Linked DNA regions of Mus musculus: regions 1 and 3 are each linked to region 2. Evidence: chromatin contacts called from public promoter capture Hi-C data. All regions are on one chromosome and are shown on one strand. Each heading gives the region's core, a stretch centred on a gene start, on an enhancer-like site or on the middle of the called end of the contact. The rest is flanking DNA. Distances are from core to core; before and after follow the strand shown.

Region 1 (3,217 bases), core at 471-2,970, 300 kb before region 2:
GACCCTGCTCCATTTCTTTGTGTTAGAGAGAACTCTACACAACACACAAACACAGAGGCCCCAGGAGGACATCGAGTGTTCCTCTCTGTCACTCCCTGCCTTCTTTTGAGACAGTCTCTGTCACTGAATGTGAAACTAGGTTGGCAGCCAGCATGGTCCAGGCATCCTCCTGCCTCTGCCTCTGCCTCTGCCTCTGCCTCTGCCTCTGCCTCTGCTGTGGTTACAGGTGTATAAACAGCCACTCCTGGAGCTCACACACAAGCGCTTACCCACGGAGTCCTCTCTGCAGCCTCTGCCTGTGGTTCACTCCATGTCAACTCCTTCCTATCTTCCCTGACTCTGATTTTTATTTTCTTTTGGTTTTTTGAGACAGACTTTCTCTGTATAGCCCTGGCTCACTTAAAACACACTCTGTAGACCAGGCTGGCCTCGATCTCAGAAATTTGCCTTCCTCTGCCTCCCAAGTGCTGGGATTAAAGGAGTGCGCCACCACACCCGGCTGATTTTTTTTTTTTTTAATGAGTGACTACTATATCACCTTCCGTGCATTTGCAAGAATTCATTTAACCATTGTTGGACATTTGATGGCACTCTATACTAAACATTTTTATGTATAAATCTTTAGCTACAGCTCTGATTGTTTCCTTGGGAAATTACTTAGTCAAAAGGGAGACTACTTCTTCTCTCTCTACCCCTTCCCTACCCCCCCCCCCATGACTAATGACTAAACTCAGAGCTCAGTGTATGTTAGAACAGCTCTGCTCCTGGGCTATAGTCTCTACTCAAGAGGACATTTTCAAGGCTCTTAACACATAAGGTCAATCACTGTCTAGAAATACCATACTGTCTTACACTCCCAGTGGAGGTCAGTTCAGTCTCAATACACTCTTAGCCAATACTTTTCATTAAATATTTTTCCCAGTTGCTATGATTATATTTTTTGTTGCTTTAATTTGTGTTTCTTTGTTTATAAAGAGTAGGCATGTTTTAAACATTTCAAGTATTTACTCACATTATTATTGTTGTTGTTGTTGTTTCTATTCTTCTACAACATATCTCTGTGTGAGAGTACGGGTGCGTGAAAGTCTCAGTGCACAGGAGCTGGCCAGGGACAGCTTGTGGAACCTTTTCTTTCATGAGTTTTAGGAACTGAACTCGGTTGCGGGCTTTCCCAACAAGCACTTGACCCACTGAGCCAAGTTTATATAAATCTTTTAATCCCTGCCTCTTCTCTGAATTTCTGTGGGCAATCATCGTGCTTTTCAACTTGGTGAAGATGTTGCATATTGCAGACTAAATACATGACCGAACATGACCCCCGTCATAAACATTGCTCTAGAATTTGCCAAATATTACAAACCGGTGACTTTGGTGTTCAAACCTTAAAGGTTCGTTTCTGATCTGTTTATAGCATTCTGACAGACTCTAAGATTATCAAGGAACGAGGGGTTGCTTTGTCTGTTTGATTAGTTTGGTTTGGTGTTTTGAGACAGGGTCTCACTACGATGTCCTTGCCTTCTTCAAACCCACCATGTAGGCCAGGCTGCCCTGAAAATCAGAGCCCTGTCTTCCTCTGCCTCCTGGATAATAGGATTACCACTGTTCACTACCTCACCAGGGTAAGTAATGTCGTTTTTAAATAAAAGCAAACAGAAACCATTCTAGGCTGGTGAAATGGCTGGGCAGTTACAAATGTAAGCTGCTGAGACTGGCAACCAAAGTTCAATTGCTGGGACCCACAGGGTGAAAGGGGAAAACTCATTCCCACAGATTGTCCTGAAACCTCCGAGCGTGTCACACACACACACACACACACACACACACTGTGGATTTTTTTAAAAAAAAAAATGTTTTTTAAGTTCTACTGCTATTTGGTCAGGCCATTTCCCCTCTGACCTTTGCCACATGTCATACCACTCCCTGAGGATAGACTTGAGAAAATTCACTTGAATTTTTTTTTTTTTAAAGATTTATTTATTATATGTAAGTACACTGTAGCTGTCCTCAGACACTCCAGAAGAGAGAGTCAGATCTCGTTACGGATGATTGTGAGCCACCATGTGGTTTTTGGGATTTGAACTCCTGACCTTCGGAAGAGTAGTCGGGTGCTCTTACCCACTGAGCCATCTCACCAGCCCCCTCACTTGACTTTCAAGGGTTTACACCTGATCTTGGATCAATATAGACTGTGCCCATGGGCTCCCACTTCCATGCCATCTAAGTTGCAGTGAAGCGCAGTAGAGAAATACAAACTTGCAGTAAAAGGATTTGCGTTGGAGCCTTTGCACTTCTAGGTATTGGCTGGGTGTGGCCACCCCAGTTCTACTGCCAGGAGCCTCAGCCCTCCTGCAATAGACCAAGCCTTTGGCGCTCTGTGAAAGGCAAGTGGAGAGGTACCTGGGAAAACACCCTGTAAGCCATATTTTCTCCCTTTCTGCCTCTTTCTGCCTTTCTCCCCTCCCTCCTCCTCTTCTTTTTCTGTCTTTGCTCCTTAGATCTGTCCAAAACTCAAGTTCCATTGGGGTCAGCTCAGGGAACAAAGATAAGTGAAATTGCTTTTAAACTTCAAACAAATATTGACACTGTCTTTGGTGACACGCAGTAGTTCATACCATTTCCATCTTCCGGTTGCTTCTCTGTTTCTGGCTTTTGCATCCTAGATTGTTCCTTACTTCCTGGTTTAACTGTCCTATCTCCTGGGATGGATCATAAACATTTTGTTTGGACCGTATCTTTTGCTTTTCTTGACCTTTGCACACGAGCGTTCTAGGGCCTTGCTGTCAATCAATATTGACTAGTTGGTGGCTTTGCTGTGTCACTGCTTAATCCAATGGAAGAACACAAACTATTTGGACAATGTAAGTGGCCCAGAGTGGCTTGGGGTGCAGGATTCAGAGGTAAGAATCTAGAGAGGATGTGGGCCATTGCTGGGAAGTCAATATTGAGGGCCTTATATTAGGAAGTGTAGATTTTTGGCTCCTAAAAGATAGGAAACTATTGGAGAGTTTAGGTGGTGGTGGTTGTTGTTTGTTGCTTAGTACTGGCTAATTTATGTCAACTTGACACAGACTAGAGTCATCTAGGAGGAGGGAACCCCAATTGAGAAAATGCCTCCATAAGATTAGGCGGTATGGCAAGCTTGCAGAACAAATACACAGGTTTGCTAGAGCCTACTTCTTTAAAACTGCTAGTGGCTAGTGTTGGCCAAAGGGATTGG
Region 2 (2,900 bases), core at 391-2,890:
ATTTAAATAACTCTTTCAGTGCTATGTAATGATCACAGTACATTAAATGAGAGAGAAAAACTGTGATCATACAAAAGATAATTACAAAAATCAGTACTATAATGCCTTAAGAAATTTTTAGATGGTATGTTAACAACGGAGTTAAGTAAGTCAAGACACCAGTACTTGGTCAGCACTAATATATATATTTAAAAGAGGATGATTTTCTTTTTATTTCATGGATGTTTTAAAAAAGGTGAGTTATGTCAATCAAACATATTTGGTTAAGGTATCAAACTGGATGTACTCAAAGTACAAAGCTGAACCTGCTGTTTAAAGTTGGGGTTCACCCCAGCAATAAAAACCCTAAGAACAAAGAACAAAATCCAAAGTACAGAGCAAAGTTGAGGGAAGAAAACCAAACAGAAGGACCTCCAAAATGAATCATTCTCTGCCTTGATAGGAAATGAAGGACAAATTGGGGGGAGGACCACCAGAGAGAATAGCTGTTAAGTTCTACATAGAACAAGGTGTTTAATTGTACTTATGTGGGAAAAGGTCTTATTCATTTATACAGATTATTTACAGCTTATCTTGGATAGCATGCTTTCACTGTGTAAGATGCTTCAGTGTATACCACTCGTGGCTCATACATTCCTAACAGTACAGGCTGTAAACCACGGGCCCATGGGAAGAGGTGGAGTGCAGTGACTCAGTCAGATGACTGGGCGTGAAAGCCATGGGAAACAGGAAGAATAAGAAGGTTTCTGTACCGTTACCTGAAGTCTGGCCAGAATGCTTGCCTTCTTAGAGTTTGACGAGTAACTTCTTGAACAGGAAACACTGCAGAAACGTTTCGTTTTAGAGTAAAAAGCATCTCGCACACCGACCATCCCACACATCTCACAGGTAGCTAATCAATAAGAGAAAAGCATCGGCATCAATGTTATATAATAACATCAAAGTCTCTGCCTGTTTAATGGGATTTATCTAAAACTATGCAATGAATTATTTTTTCCCATCTCTTACACAAATGATAGAGAAAAGTTACAGCCAGGACTTGATGCTGCTGTGGTGGTGGTGGCCCCGAAGTCCAGTAATTCCCTGAAGGCCTAGAGGCTTTAAAACGGTTGAGAGTATGCTGATGCATGTCCCCGAGAGTGAGTGTGTGTACCTGTGTGTGTGTGTGTGTGTGTATCTGTGTGTGTGTGTATCTGTGTGTGTGTGTGTATCTGTGTGTGTGTGTATCTCTGTGTGTGTGTGTGTACCTGTGTGTGTGTGTGTGTGTATACAGAGACAGACCCTGTTTTCAACTAAGATTTTTTCCTAATGCTTATCATGTGATAGCAGGCATTTTCATACATATTGATACATATATTTGTTATGTGTTTTGAATTTTAGCTTTTAAATAGGTTATGAGGAAGAGGACTGCAATGTAGTTGAGGATTAACAAAATGATAGCAAAAGCCTTTGAAACACTGCAAAAAAAAAAGGACAAGTATTTAGAAAAACTAAGAGGATCCTGTCAAATTATGTTCAGAGGATGTAGAAGGATGGGGCAAGCTTCAATTTTGAGGTAGAAGTCGACTAGTAACTAGTTGGGCAAGAGACAGCTAAGTTTCTGGTGGGTATTACATAATGCTTAATAGTTTAAAAGGCAGAATTACATAAACAAATGTCACAAGAACCGAAATCCAAGAATGACAGACAGAGCTGGGTCTGTCTGTGCAGCCAGGCTGAGGCATAAGGGCTGAGAGGTTGAAGGTATACCTCAGCTGCAGAGTGAATTCAAGGCCAGTGTGGTTAACTGTAAAATCCTGTCTCGCTAAAAAGTGGGCTGGGACACAGTTTAGTGGCAGGAAAGTAGCATTCATGAGGCTCTAGGTTTAATCCTTATTATGACCTAAGGGAAGCTGGGGAAGAAACCCAACAGGTTAATAGGTTAATGTCTCACCCAAATGGTTAGGCTAAAGCCACCTGTAGCATAATGGTACTTACGAATACATGAAAAATGGAAATAAGACAGAATACCCAAAATCTAAGGCTTTGTGTCCAGCAGAGAAAAAACGGAATAGTTCCTCGTACACATTCTAGATCATTAAGAGATCGCTAATTATCTTTATTTTAAAAAAGGCTATCATAGTGGTGCACAGTTTTAATCCTAGCACTTGGGAGACAAAAGCGGGCCTGGTCTCCACAGTGAGATTCTTTCTCCAACAAAACAAAATGAGTCAAGTGGACAATGAATCCTTGACAAGAATTATACAACGTCAAACTGCACTGCTCCTTTGTGATATGATTTTCCACACTGGTGTGACATCACCAAACCACAGCAACAACATGTAGCAATAGAAACTAATTTTTTGTTGTTGTTGTTTTAAGACAGGCTCTCACTATGTAGCCCTGGTTGGTCCGGAATTCAGGTATTCACTATGTAGAATGGCCTTGAACTTACAGAGCTCTGCCTGCCTCTGTTTCCCAAGCACTGGGATTAAAGGTGTCCACCAGCATGCTAAGGTCAATATTTCTGACATAAGTTTTCAAATAGTTTTGTTAGCCATGACCAAGAAATATCAGTTGAAGTAGTATACACCTAGGAAATTCTTCTTTTCTGGTTTGTGGTGCTAGGTAACACAGTATCTTTCCACGAAAGAAAGAGCCCTACTGCTGTGCTGCATATCTATCTTTCCTTTCATACGTGTTTTTTTTTTTTTTTTTTTTTTTTTTTTTGAGACATAGTTTATCTCTATGAAATCTTGCCTGTCGTGGAACTTGCTATGTAGACCAGGGTAGCCTTGAACCCGGATAGATCCTTTTACCTGTCTCCAGAGTGCTGAGATCAAAGGAGTGCCCCATAATGCTTGGTCCTATGATCATTTTAATTAATTGGGTTATCCTTTGTTTTGTTCCCCAGACAAGGT
Region 3 (2,923 bases), core at 368-2,867, 380 kb before region 2:
TCTGGACCTAGGGAATCTTTCCATCAATTCTTGGGTTATGAGTACACTACCATACTTGGCCAGATATAGAATCCTGAACACTACAGACAAGGCGTACACATGTGGTATCTTTTGTTAAATGGCAGCTAGGGAATGGGTACTCGTAAGCAGCCTTCCAAGGAAGGTTAACAAGAACATTTACTCTTTACGAAAAAATGATTAGGACTTGAAAAGCACCAGCAGAGGTGTGGGGTTTACATAGGCAAGCATTCATTCCTATAGTCCTTTCCCCCACGCCCTGCTCAGTGAGACTTCAAGGTGAGCTGGGGACAGCTGTGAGCTCAGTGTGCATGTAGGCGCAGGTCTTGATACTGGGGTTGGTCAGTAAAGAGAAAATGTGTAACTCCCTCCCCCATTGCCTGCTGCCCTCTTCTCAGTGCAGCACTGCAGCCGTGAGCTGGACAGGACATCTGTCAGTAGCTGGCAGTGCCAAGGGAAGTTGTGAGCAGTTAGGAGTGAGAGTGCTGACATTCTTCTAACCCAGCTAGGTTCCGGGCATCTTAGTCTAACGTTCATTCTGCTGCCTGGTTCATTCCACCTAAGAGTTATTTAATGGACTTGCTCCCTATGCAGGGACTTCATATACATTTAAGATATAAAGTAAACCTAATTGTGCATCCTCTAGAACCCCCAGGTTTTAGGACATACAGAAAAGGGTCTGTGCACCTGTAATGCCAGCATGTGGGAGGTTTGGGGTCATCCCCTCTACTACACAAAGTCTGTGCTCTTGGGGCTAATAGATCCCCATGCCCCAGCCTCCCTTCCCTGTCCCTGTTCTGTTTTTGAGTGGAGTATGCTTATTACTAGAGCAGGTAAGAACTTGGTCCTTAGCTTTATGAAAGGATTACTGTTTGCACTGGAACTAGGCACTGGATGTCACCTACTAGGTTCTGCCATTAGGATAGAGGATAACATTTGCCTCCTGACTAAGTTGTTTTTCAATTAAAATTGACTAATTGAAAACAACATTTTACAAATAATGATTTTTAGCTATTAACCTAAGCAGCCTTGAGCTCCTGCCTAAATTTTCCTATTGAAAGTGAAACACAAGGGAGTTGTCACTGAGGATCCATCCTGCCCAGTCACAGTTAGCTGTTGCTGAGCCACTGGAGCTAGCCAGCATGGTTTTAAATAGCCTTCTAACAGTTGTTGGGTATGGGTAATGCCTACTGTGTGTCCTTACCTTCCCTCTAATCTCAGCTGCTAGGAATGCAAATGGTCTATGAGGAGCCCTGGTGTTTTAACTAAATTCATAAGGATCAGAGGTGACGCTAGTCAAGGAGCAGTGGCTGTGCAAAGAGGAATGGTGAGGGAACGTAGGCGGGTTACCGCTGAGTGCTTATGAAGTGAGTTACTTAATAGCCACCACAAGTGGGCTTGAGAGCAGCTTGGGTATGATGACTGCCAGCCTCGGAGTGAAGCTAGGGAAGCTGCCACCGACTACAGTGATGGGAGCTGTTGTCACAGATTGTCTCGGGCTGGAGAAGTTAATTTACTCAGATCATAAGTCACTCCAATGGATAGGTAAATGAAGCTGGGCGTGCATCCGTGCATGTAACTCAGTCAGATGTCAGTATTGGGCTTCAGCACTTCAGAATAAACTTGGCCCCATGGGTGCCATGAGCTTGTGAAACAGTTCCTACTAAGAAGTTGCAGATGACATTTTTTCCAAAGTTCATTGTGGTTAGCCAGATTGTCACGTGGGCCTAGCCTCATTATTGACAAAATTACTGCAGACCCTTCTGGAGCTAGTAAGTCATTTTGGCAGCATTACTATTGTAGCATGGTGTCTCTGTCCGAGGTAATGCTGTGTGCTGAGTCCAGTCAGGGTTTCCACTCTTCACCAAGAGGAGTTCTATCTCCTGAAAGTCCTGGAGTCTTTGAATGTCTTTGTCCTACATGATGGGAAAGATTGAGGGATTTAAGAACACTATGTAAGTCACTGAAGTAAGGCAAACTATTACTGAGAGCTGCTTCAGATTGGCTTTTGTCTCTCCCTGGGGATGTCAGCAGTTGAATTGTTTTTTTGAGACAGTCTCTGCCTGGCATTCAAAGGTGTCTACCTCTGCTTCTCCCAAGTACTAGGGTCATCAAGGTGTGAGCCGACATGCCCAGCCTGATACTAACACTGTCTGGAAAGTGTGATCATCTTGTGACTTAATGATAATTTACAAAGGTTCTATCATTAAGGACTGAGGCATCAATAAAAAGGCCAAGGGCATTTCAGAAGGTTTTTGTCCTGGAACTTAGACTATAAGACCACAGATCTACTCACCTCCCAAGTGCTGGGATTACTAAAGGTGTGTGCCACCACTGGCCAGCTTGGGGGAAAAAATCTTAAAGCATGAAACCTGATATTATAACTTGAGATCTACATTTTCTTCCTGGGGAGAAAAATTCAAAGAAGGGTTAGAGAGATGGCTCAGCTGTTAGGAGCACTGTCTGCTTTTCCAGAGGTCCTGAGTTCAATTCCCAGCAACCACATGATGGCTCACAACCATCTGTAATGGAATCCGATGCCCTCTTCTGGTGTGTGTCTGAAGAGAGCAATACTGTGCTCATATACATTAAATAAGTAAGTCTTTAAATAAAGTTCAAAGAAACATTTCTGTGGATTGCTAGGCAGTAAGTGCAGACCATGTTCTAGTCTGAGGACAATATTGTCTTTATTAGCCAGAGATTGGCCCAGCTAAAAATAAAAGCCTTTAAGTTGCAGATCACTTGCCGCTCAAGCAGGCTTGTAACATGAGTAGAAAAACGGCTGGTTGAAAGTGTCCCAGTTACTTCATGGCTCTCCTGTAGGTTCTAGCATCTTAAACTTCACTTGGAACATAAAAACTGAATGATTGGCTTTGTGTCACTTCACCCACCAGAATGGTGCCTT

What was found. Capture Hi-C pulls out chosen DNA fragments and counts their contacts.
Region 1: a contact with region 2 is called in a promoter capture Hi-C map of adipose tissue. The contact joins two enhancer-like sites. A contact is called at or near these places in 4 of 39 promoter capture datasets (the C10 cell line, hippocampal neurons, neutrophils and 1 more), 1 of 484 Hi-C or Micro-C datasets (centrocytes) and 2 of 9 other capture datasets (adipose tissue and liver).
Region 3: a contact with region 2 is called in a promoter capture Hi-C map of adipose tissue. The contact joins two enhancer-like sites. A contact is called at or near these places in 12 of 484 Hi-C or Micro-C datasets (LSK cells, cardiomyocytes, conventional dendritic cells and 6 more), 1 of 115 datasets of contacts at active chromatin or transcription factors (embryonic stem cells) and 3 of 9 other capture datasets (adipose tissue, liver and pancreatic islet).

Annotation. Positions count from the first base shown.
Region 1 is chr11:94,201,779-94,204,995 of GRCm38.p6, reverse strand. No RefSeq gene overlaps it. Among named protein-coding and RNA genes, the nearest start is that of Tob1, 8.1 kb to the left of the region's middle. Within about 2 kb of position 1,720, at least 15 of the 459 cell types and tissues checked have an H3K27ac peak or open chromatin away from gene starts, as enhancers often do. A contact at or near this core is called in adipose tissue, where this site is marked.
Region 2 is chr11:93,906,796-93,909,695 of GRCm38.p6, reverse strand. It overlaps Mbtd1 (mbt domain containing 1), which reads right to left. Exons shown (of 16, transcript NM_134012.4): 3 at 759-892. Among named protein-coding and RNA genes, the nearest start is that of Mbtd1, 22 kb to the right of the region's middle. Within about 2 kb of position 1,640, at least 39 of the 459 cell types and tissues checked have an H3K27ac peak or open chromatin away from gene starts, as enhancers often do. A contact at or near this core is called in adipose tissue, where this site is marked.
Region 3 is chr11:94,284,850-94,287,772 of GRCm38.p6, reverse strand. It overlaps Gm21885 (predicted gene, 21885), which reads right to left. Exons shown (of 4, transcript NM_001378258.1): 4 at 1,513-1,934. The coding sequence ends at 1,788. Among named protein-coding and RNA genes, the nearest start is that of Gm21885, 4.5 kb to the right of the region's middle. Within about 2 kb of position 1,617, at least 9 of the 459 cell types and tissues checked have an H3K27ac peak or open chromatin away from gene starts, as enhancers often do. A contact at or near this core is called in adipose tissue, where this site is marked.